2 separate regions of the Sus scrofa genome follow, and region 1 is linked to region 2. Evidence: chromatin contacts called from public promoter capture Hi-C data. All regions are on one chromosome and are shown on one strand. The core of a region is the stretch at or near the end of the contact, and the rest is flanking DNA. Distances in the headings are between cores, read along the strand shown. Region 1 holds the start of PABPC4 (polyadenylate-binding protein 4). Region 2 holds the start of NDUFS5 (NADH:ubiquinone oxidoreductase subunit S5).

Region 1 (3,472 bases), core at 713-3,212, 490 kb after region 2:
TCCAACCTTTTGTAGCTCCTTTTCCTCCTCAGAAGTCCTAGTTTCTTCACATGGGATGAAGTAAAAGGGTTATGACAACTTTAAAGGACTATTCACAGGTGAGGCGATAATCCCCACCAAAATAGCAGATTTCCAAACAGAGCTTCGCGGGACTACCTGCACACCTTCTTCCAGAGCCCAGGGCTGGTCCAGGAAAAGAAGTCCTCCACCCCAGTGGCAAAAACACAGCCCAGGGAGCTGGCCTGGCACATGCAGTTCTGGTAGTGCTAGCACAAGTGCCTGCTCAAGTCCAACACACAAAACTGTCCCCCTGCTTCCTACCTGCCCTGAAAGACTGCTTATCAGCACAGAATCGAAGACTCTTAGCCCAGGATAAAGTGAGGGGAGGGGGCAGCAGCTTTGCCACCTCAAATTTTTGAAGGAATTGTGTTTCAATCATCCATCCTGCTCTTTCTGCAGGAGCCCCAGCCAGTGACCAGGCAAGGGTCTCTAACGGAGCAGTCCCCACCACACGCATGGAATGACAGCAACTTCCCTCAGGTCCCCTTTACAACCTCCTTGGGCTCCTACCCCCCCCCCCAACTGTAAGCCCAAGGTCACCCAGTTAGCAAGTGGTGGAAACAAGATTGGGATTCATCTGATGCCAGGAATCCGTCTTCTCCACCCCCTGCATCCTGTCCCCCACCATGGCTTCCGTGGCCACGGGCTGTCGCAAAGCCCCCTCCACGGGGGGTGGGGACCTGGATGGAGAAGGACCCCCAGGGTCCCTCCAGAGCCCACGAATTTGTGGCCACAGCTTCTACTCACCGTCAGCCGGCTGCTGGAAGTTGACGTAGGCATAACCCAGGGAGCGGCGGGTGATCATATCGCGGCAGACCCGGATGGACAGCACAGGCCCCGCAGGACTGAACTTTTCGTACAGCATGGCCTCGGTGACGTCCGAGTGCAGGTCACCCACGTACAGGGAGGCCATGGGGTAGCTGCTGGCCGCAGCGTTCATCTCCCCAGCCCCCACCACCCCGAGCCCCGCCAGGAGGACTTCTTAGAGGGCCCGCTCAGGACAAAAGGGGCTCTGCTCCGAGCCGTGGCCCGCGCCGCGGCTCACAGGTGGCAGTGAAGCTCAGGGAAGCTGGAGTGGGCTCCAAGGGCCCAAGAAAGGAGTTCGGGGACGGCCCGGAGACTGCCAAACCGCAGACAAAAGGCTCTCAAAAACAATATGGCCCTCCCTGGGAGTTTGTAATTTTCAGCTGTCCTGGTCCGAAGCTCCCAATTTCAACCCAAGCAAAAAAATTAAAACGGGGAATCCCCTCCAAATTACAAAAATTCTTCTAGAGGCAACCCAATGGTGCCCACAGCGGCCTCCGGGACACACGTTTCTCTATAAATATAGGCCTCCGGCTCCAGGCGGTTTAAGATTACAGCAGCCCGGGGACGAGGGAAACCAAATATTTGTCGGTGCCGACTCGGCAAGCCCCGGGCGGCCGGAGCGCGCAGCCGCCTCCCACGCCGGGCCGGCGAAGGGCAGCGCGGACACGTGGTGCGCGGAGGCCGGGGCGCAGGGGGCGAGGGCGGCGGGCGCGGGGCTGCCACGCGGCGCGGCCGGGCGCGGGCGGAGGCGCGTGGACGCGGGCGCGCGGGCGGCTCACCACCTGACCGACGGACTGGGACCGACGGACGCCCAGGTGCGGCGGCGGGCAGGCCGGAAGCGCGCAAAAGTGACTTCCCCGCGGGTTCTCCGAGGAGGATTCGCTTTTTTTTCTTTCTTTCTTTCCTTTTTCTTTTTTTTTTTTTTTTTAAGGTTTTAAAGCGTTTTCGGGTTTTTTTTATCTTTTTCTCTTTTTTTCTTCAGGCTGCTAGGCCCGAAAGCGACGAAGGCTACGGCGACCCGGGGCGGAGAGAGGCGGCTGGGGGAGCCACCGCTCCATTTATACCCGCCCGCCCCGGGCGCTGCTGGTCGAAGGGCGCCTTGCGACCTGGGCGCAGTCGTGCCCGCCCACTCGGCCCGGGGGCCCGAGGCGGGGCGGCCACGCGAGAGCGTCCGGCTCGGCCGCGCGGCGCCACAGCGACCCCTGGCGCGCGGAGGACCGCCCCGCTGGGGCCTCCGCCGGACCCAAGGGTAGCTTTGCCTGCTGCTGGTGGAATCGGTAGAGTGTAAGCCACCCGCCTCTCCGGGACTAGAACACATGGATAGTGTGACCCACTCACATGCATCATGATTATAATCAATGTTTTGCCTAACTGTAAAATAAAGAAGACACAAAATAAATTATAGTCATGTAATAGGTGCTCCGCTATGTAAACAATTGGGCCCAAATCAAGAAGACTTTCTGAAGTTTTTAGAAAACTAGATCCTAAAGATGGAATCATCCCAAATAGGACAGCTACCAATGCAGTAGTAGCTGGTGATGGGATTCCCCAGAAAGATGAACAAATTTTGGGAGAGCTTCAATTAAACAAAATACAGTCATCCTTCTATTTACATGGTAGTGGTATCCCTGGAATTTAGTTCATGTTAAAATATGTTCTGGGGAGTGTCATTGTGGCTCAGTGGTAAGGAACCCCACCAGTATCAATGGGGATTCGGGTTCAGTCCCTGGCCTGCTCAATGAGTTAAGGATCCAACTGTGCTACAAGCTGCTGTCAGATGCAGCTCAGATCCTGTGTTGCTGTGGCTGTGTTATAGGCCGGCAGCTACAACTCCGTTTGGACCACTAGCTCGGGAACTTCCATATGCCACAGGTGTGGCCCTAAAAAGAAAAAAAAAAATGTCCTGGGAAGTTCCCTTATGGTGCAGTAGGTTAAGGATGAGACATTATGGCAGCTGTGGCGCCAATCACAACTGTGGCAGTTTAGATGCCTGGCCTGAGAATGTCCACATGCTGCCAGGGCGTGGCCAAAACAAAAGTTCTGTTTCTCTGTAAAAGTGAGTGAGGATCAGAGTTTCCGTTATGGCTCAGTGGTTAATGAATCTGACTAGGAATCATGAGGTTGAGGGTTCGATCCCTGGCCTTGCTCAGTGGGTTAAGGATCCGGTGTTGCCATGAGCTGTGGTGTAGGTCGCAGACGCAGCTCGGATCCTGTGTTGCTGTGGCTGTGGTATAGGCCGGCAGCTACAGCTCCAATTCGACCCATAGGATGGGAACCTCCATATGCCTCAGGAGTGACTCAAGAAATGGCAAAAAGATAAAAAAGAAAAAAAAAAGGAGTGAGGGTCTAGACTCTAAATTTTAAAAATATTTCTCCTAGAGTTCCCATGCAGCTCAGTGGAAAGGAATCTGACTAGTATCCATGAGGAAGCAGGTTCCATCCCTGACCTCGCTCAGTGGGTTAAGGATCTGGTGTTGCTGTGAGCTGTGGTGTAGGTCACAGGTCACAGACTCCACTCAGATCCCCCGTTGCTGTGGCTGTGGCGTAGGGTGGTAGCTGCAGCTCCAATTTGACTCCTAGCCTGGGAACCTCCATATGCCTCAGA
Region 2 (3,735 bases), core at 328-2,827:
GCAGCGACAGCTCCCATTGGACCCCTAGCCTGGGACCCTCCATGTGCCTCGGGTACAGCCCTAAAGAGGGAAAAAAAAAAAAAAAAAAATGGAGATGGAGGATGGGGGAGTAAGTGTCATCCCAGGGGAAAGGAGGTAAAAAAAACAAACAAAAAAATCAAAGAGACTAGATGGAAGGACTTTTCCTGGAATACAATGGAACAGCAAACTCTGGGCTGGGGCATTAGGCAGGGGATTTTGGACAATGAGGCTGGGAAGGCTGGAACACTGGAATTCTCTATACAGTCTTGACAGCACATCACTTAAAAATAAGTTTTCAGCCCAAACCCCAGTAAATAAATATTTATTTACAAGTAATAGTTTGTAAACATGTACACACAAAAAGAAACCAAAAAAGACAAAAATTAGACATATTCTAGTATTCTCTTCCCACCACCCCCCCAACTTCCCCCACCCCCTTCTTGGCCCCACACACCCAACCTCTGAGCCACTGCTATAATCAAAAGGAGTCTTGGGAGGGTCTGAAACAAAGGAAGGGCACAGTCTCAATCCGTGACAGCCACAGCCACGCCAGATTCTAACGGCATCGGCAACATAGGCAGCAGCTTGTGGCAACGCCAGATCCTTAACCCACTGAGGGAAGCCAGGGATTTGAACCCGTATCCTCATGGATACTAACCCGGGTCGTAATCCGCTGAGACACAACAGGAACTCCCCACAAATTTTAAAAGCTGAGACGTAAAAGAACTGCGATTACCTTAAAGTGCTTCCCAAAAACTGGTGTCACAAACTGCCTTTAAATTATTTAATCCTTTTAAATTATTTAATCCCCAAATCAACCCTATGCTGTACACACTATCATTATCTTTTAAGATATTTTTATCATAAGATGAAACCGAGGCATAGCGAGGTTAAGAATCTTTACCAGCGTGACAGAGGCGGGGCCAGAATTGGAACCCACTCTGAGTAGGTCCACACTTCAGCTTAACTACTTACTACTGGAGGGGAATGGGGGTAGCTGTTTTTTTCTCTCGCGGCCTTCCTTGGTCAAGACCCTCACCAATCGTGAGAGTCATAGTGCGAGGAGGAAGCAGAAAACCACCAACTCCTGGGTTCCCGTCATGGCGCAGTGGTTAACGAATCCGACTAGGAACCATGAGGTTGCGGGTTCAGTCACTGCCCTTGCTCAGTGGGTTAACGATCCGGCGTTGCCGTGAGCTGTGGTGTAGGTTGCAGATGCGGCTCGGTCCCGCGTTGCTGTGGCTCTGGCGTAGACCGGTGGCTGCAGCTCCGATTGGACCCCTAGCCTGGGAGCCTCCATATGCCGCGGGAGCGGCCCAAGAAATAGCAACAACAACAACAACAACAACAACAAAAAGACCAAAAAAAAAAAAAAACACCAACTCCTAAGGTGACTCCCAAACGTCTGCCCAGGTTAGTATCGCTGCTCTGCAATCTCGAGGGCCCAGTGCAGACGGTCGCGCAGGGAGACAGATGGGTTGGTTTCTATGGTTTCCGGGGAGCGAAGGCGGAAGGTTGGCTCTTGGTGTCGCGCTGCAAACGTCGCGCTGCGGGCCTCCTTTGCGGCAGGCCTGAGGTTCTTCCTGTTAAGTAGCAGCGCCCGGCGAAGACACAAGGACATCGCGTCCAGAAGGTAGGGGCTGCCTAGGTCCGTAGGGCGATTGGACCTAAGGCGCTTCCTTCGAGATTTCTTTAACAGATTTCCTCTTGACTTGCTGGGTGTCTCTTCTCCCTGGCTCCAACCCCGGGCGTGCTTTCTGCTTTTCTAGGCCTCATGGTCCATACAGCCAATGTCACTGAATCCTGCAGTCCGTGCCTCTCTTTCCAGGTTGACTTAGCTTCTGCTGGACTCATGCTATGGCTTTCTGTTTCTTAACCTGAAGTCCGCGGTCTTTGTCCAGGTTTACATGGCCGTGTGGAATTTGGGCCCCACCAGCTTCTTCAGCTCCTTTCGTCCTTCTTCCCGACTTGCACTCTGCGCTCCAGCCGCGTCAGGGTGTCCTGTGTCCCCCAAACATACCAAGCACCGCCAGCTGTAACTCGTGTCGTGTGTGCCCAACTGAAATGCTCTGCTCACAGCCCTTCACTTGGCAAACGCAGCCCATCTTAAATGCATTTTCAAGTCTCATGGGCAGAATTGGTGTTTCCTCCTTGGAGTTCTTACTTCTTGTGTACCTTCCATTGGCTTCCAAACTCCCTGTGTATGTCCCCATCCTAGTGCTTAAGTTGCAACCGATCCCCCACCCCATCCTGTGTCTGGAACGTCATTACCCAGTAAATGACTGAAAGAGTGGATAGAAAATTTTAAAATTAAATTCACCTGTAAATCTACCACTCATACATAGCTGTTGAACTTTTTTGTGCTTCCTTCCGGTCTTCTTTTGCGATTTTTCTTGGCATTATTGTATTCCTCCACCTTTTTTTTTTTCATTTAACATTAAAGTGTATGTTCCATGTATATTATTCTTCTCTCTTCCCCTACATTCTAATAAATGGGTAGTAGATTTAATTATCCATTTCTCTATTGTTGCATTTTTAAGTTGTTTGATTTTTTTTTTTTTTAATCTTTTCTAGGATCGCATCCACAGCATATGATTCCCAGGCTAAGGGTCTAATCGGAGCTGTTGCTGCTGGCCTACGCCAGAGTTACAGCAACACGGTATCCGAGCTGTGTCTGCGATCTACACCACAGCTCATGGCAACACCAGATCCCCATCCCACTGAGCAAGGGCAGGGATCGAACCCACAACCTCATGGTTCCTAGTCGGATTCGTTAATCGCTGAGCCATGATGGGAACTCCTGAATTTTTTTTTTTTCTTCAACAATTTTTACTGAACTCCTACCTGGTCCCTAACTGCAAGGCACTTATTGTTGTTCAGTAGGGAAGATATTCAAGTGAATAGTCCATTACAGGGGCATACAAAGTACTATGAGAAGTCAAGAATGTTGTATTAACACAGGAGGGACACACTGTTTCAGGATGGCATCTCAGAAGTGTCATCTAAGTTGATAAGGATGAAAAATGTAAATGTTCTTGTGCTTTTTGTTTATTTATTATTTATTTTTTGTCTTTTTGCCATTTCTTGGCCACTCCTTCGGCATATGGAGGTTCCCAGGTCAGGGGTATAATCAGAGCTGCAGCTGTCAGCCTCCACCAGAGCCACAGCAACACCAGATCCGAGCCACATCTGCGACCTACACCACAGCTCACGGCCACACCGGATTCTTAACCCACTGAGTGAGACCAGGGATCGAACCTGCAACCTCATGGTTCCTAATCAGATTTGTTAACCACTGAGCCAGGATGGGAACTCCAGCTTGTGCTTTTTAAAAAAATTTCAGTTATTTCTTCAGATTGCTCTCAAAGAATTGGGATTACCCAGTCAAAATATAAACACTTTTTTACTTTCAATAAAAATGATTTTATCATTATAGAGGATTTTAATTCCCTTTTTTTTTTTCTTTTTTGGTGTTTTTTAGGGCCACACCCATGGCATATGGAAGTTCCTAGGCTTGGGGTCCAGTGAGAGCTGTAGCTGCTGGCCTGTACCACAGCCACAGCAACACAGGATCCAAGCCTCATCTGCAACCTACACCATAGCTCATGGTAACACTGGATCCTTAACCTACTGATCAAGGCCAGGGATTGAACTTCCATCCTCAGGGATGCTAGTCAGATTCATTTCTCCTGAGCTATGATGGGAACTCTTCAT

Evidence for each region. Promoter capture Hi-C pulls out the DNA fragments that hold promoters and counts their contacts.
Region 1: a promoter capture Hi-C map of liver shows a contact between it and region 2, with 2.8 times the contacts expected there. The contact joins the promoter of PABPC4 here to the promoter of NDUFS5 in region 2. A contact is called at or near these places in 2 of 5 promoter capture datasets (fetal liver and liver) and 1 of 2 datasets of contacts at active chromatin or transcription factors (alveolar macrophages).

Annotation. Positions count from the first base shown.
Region 1 is chr6:95,397,490-95,400,961 of Sscrofa11.1, forward strand. It overlaps PABPC4 (polyadenylate-binding protein 4), which reads right to left and starts at 1,963. Exons shown (of 15, transcript XM_021095988.1): 1 at 808-1,963. The coding sequence starts at 1,000.
Region 2 is chr6:94,911,829-94,915,563 of Sscrofa11.1, forward strand. NDUFS5 (NADH:ubiquinone oxidoreductase subunit S5) reads left to right here and starts at 1,578. Exons shown (of 3, transcript NM_001244988.1): 1 at 1,578-1,654.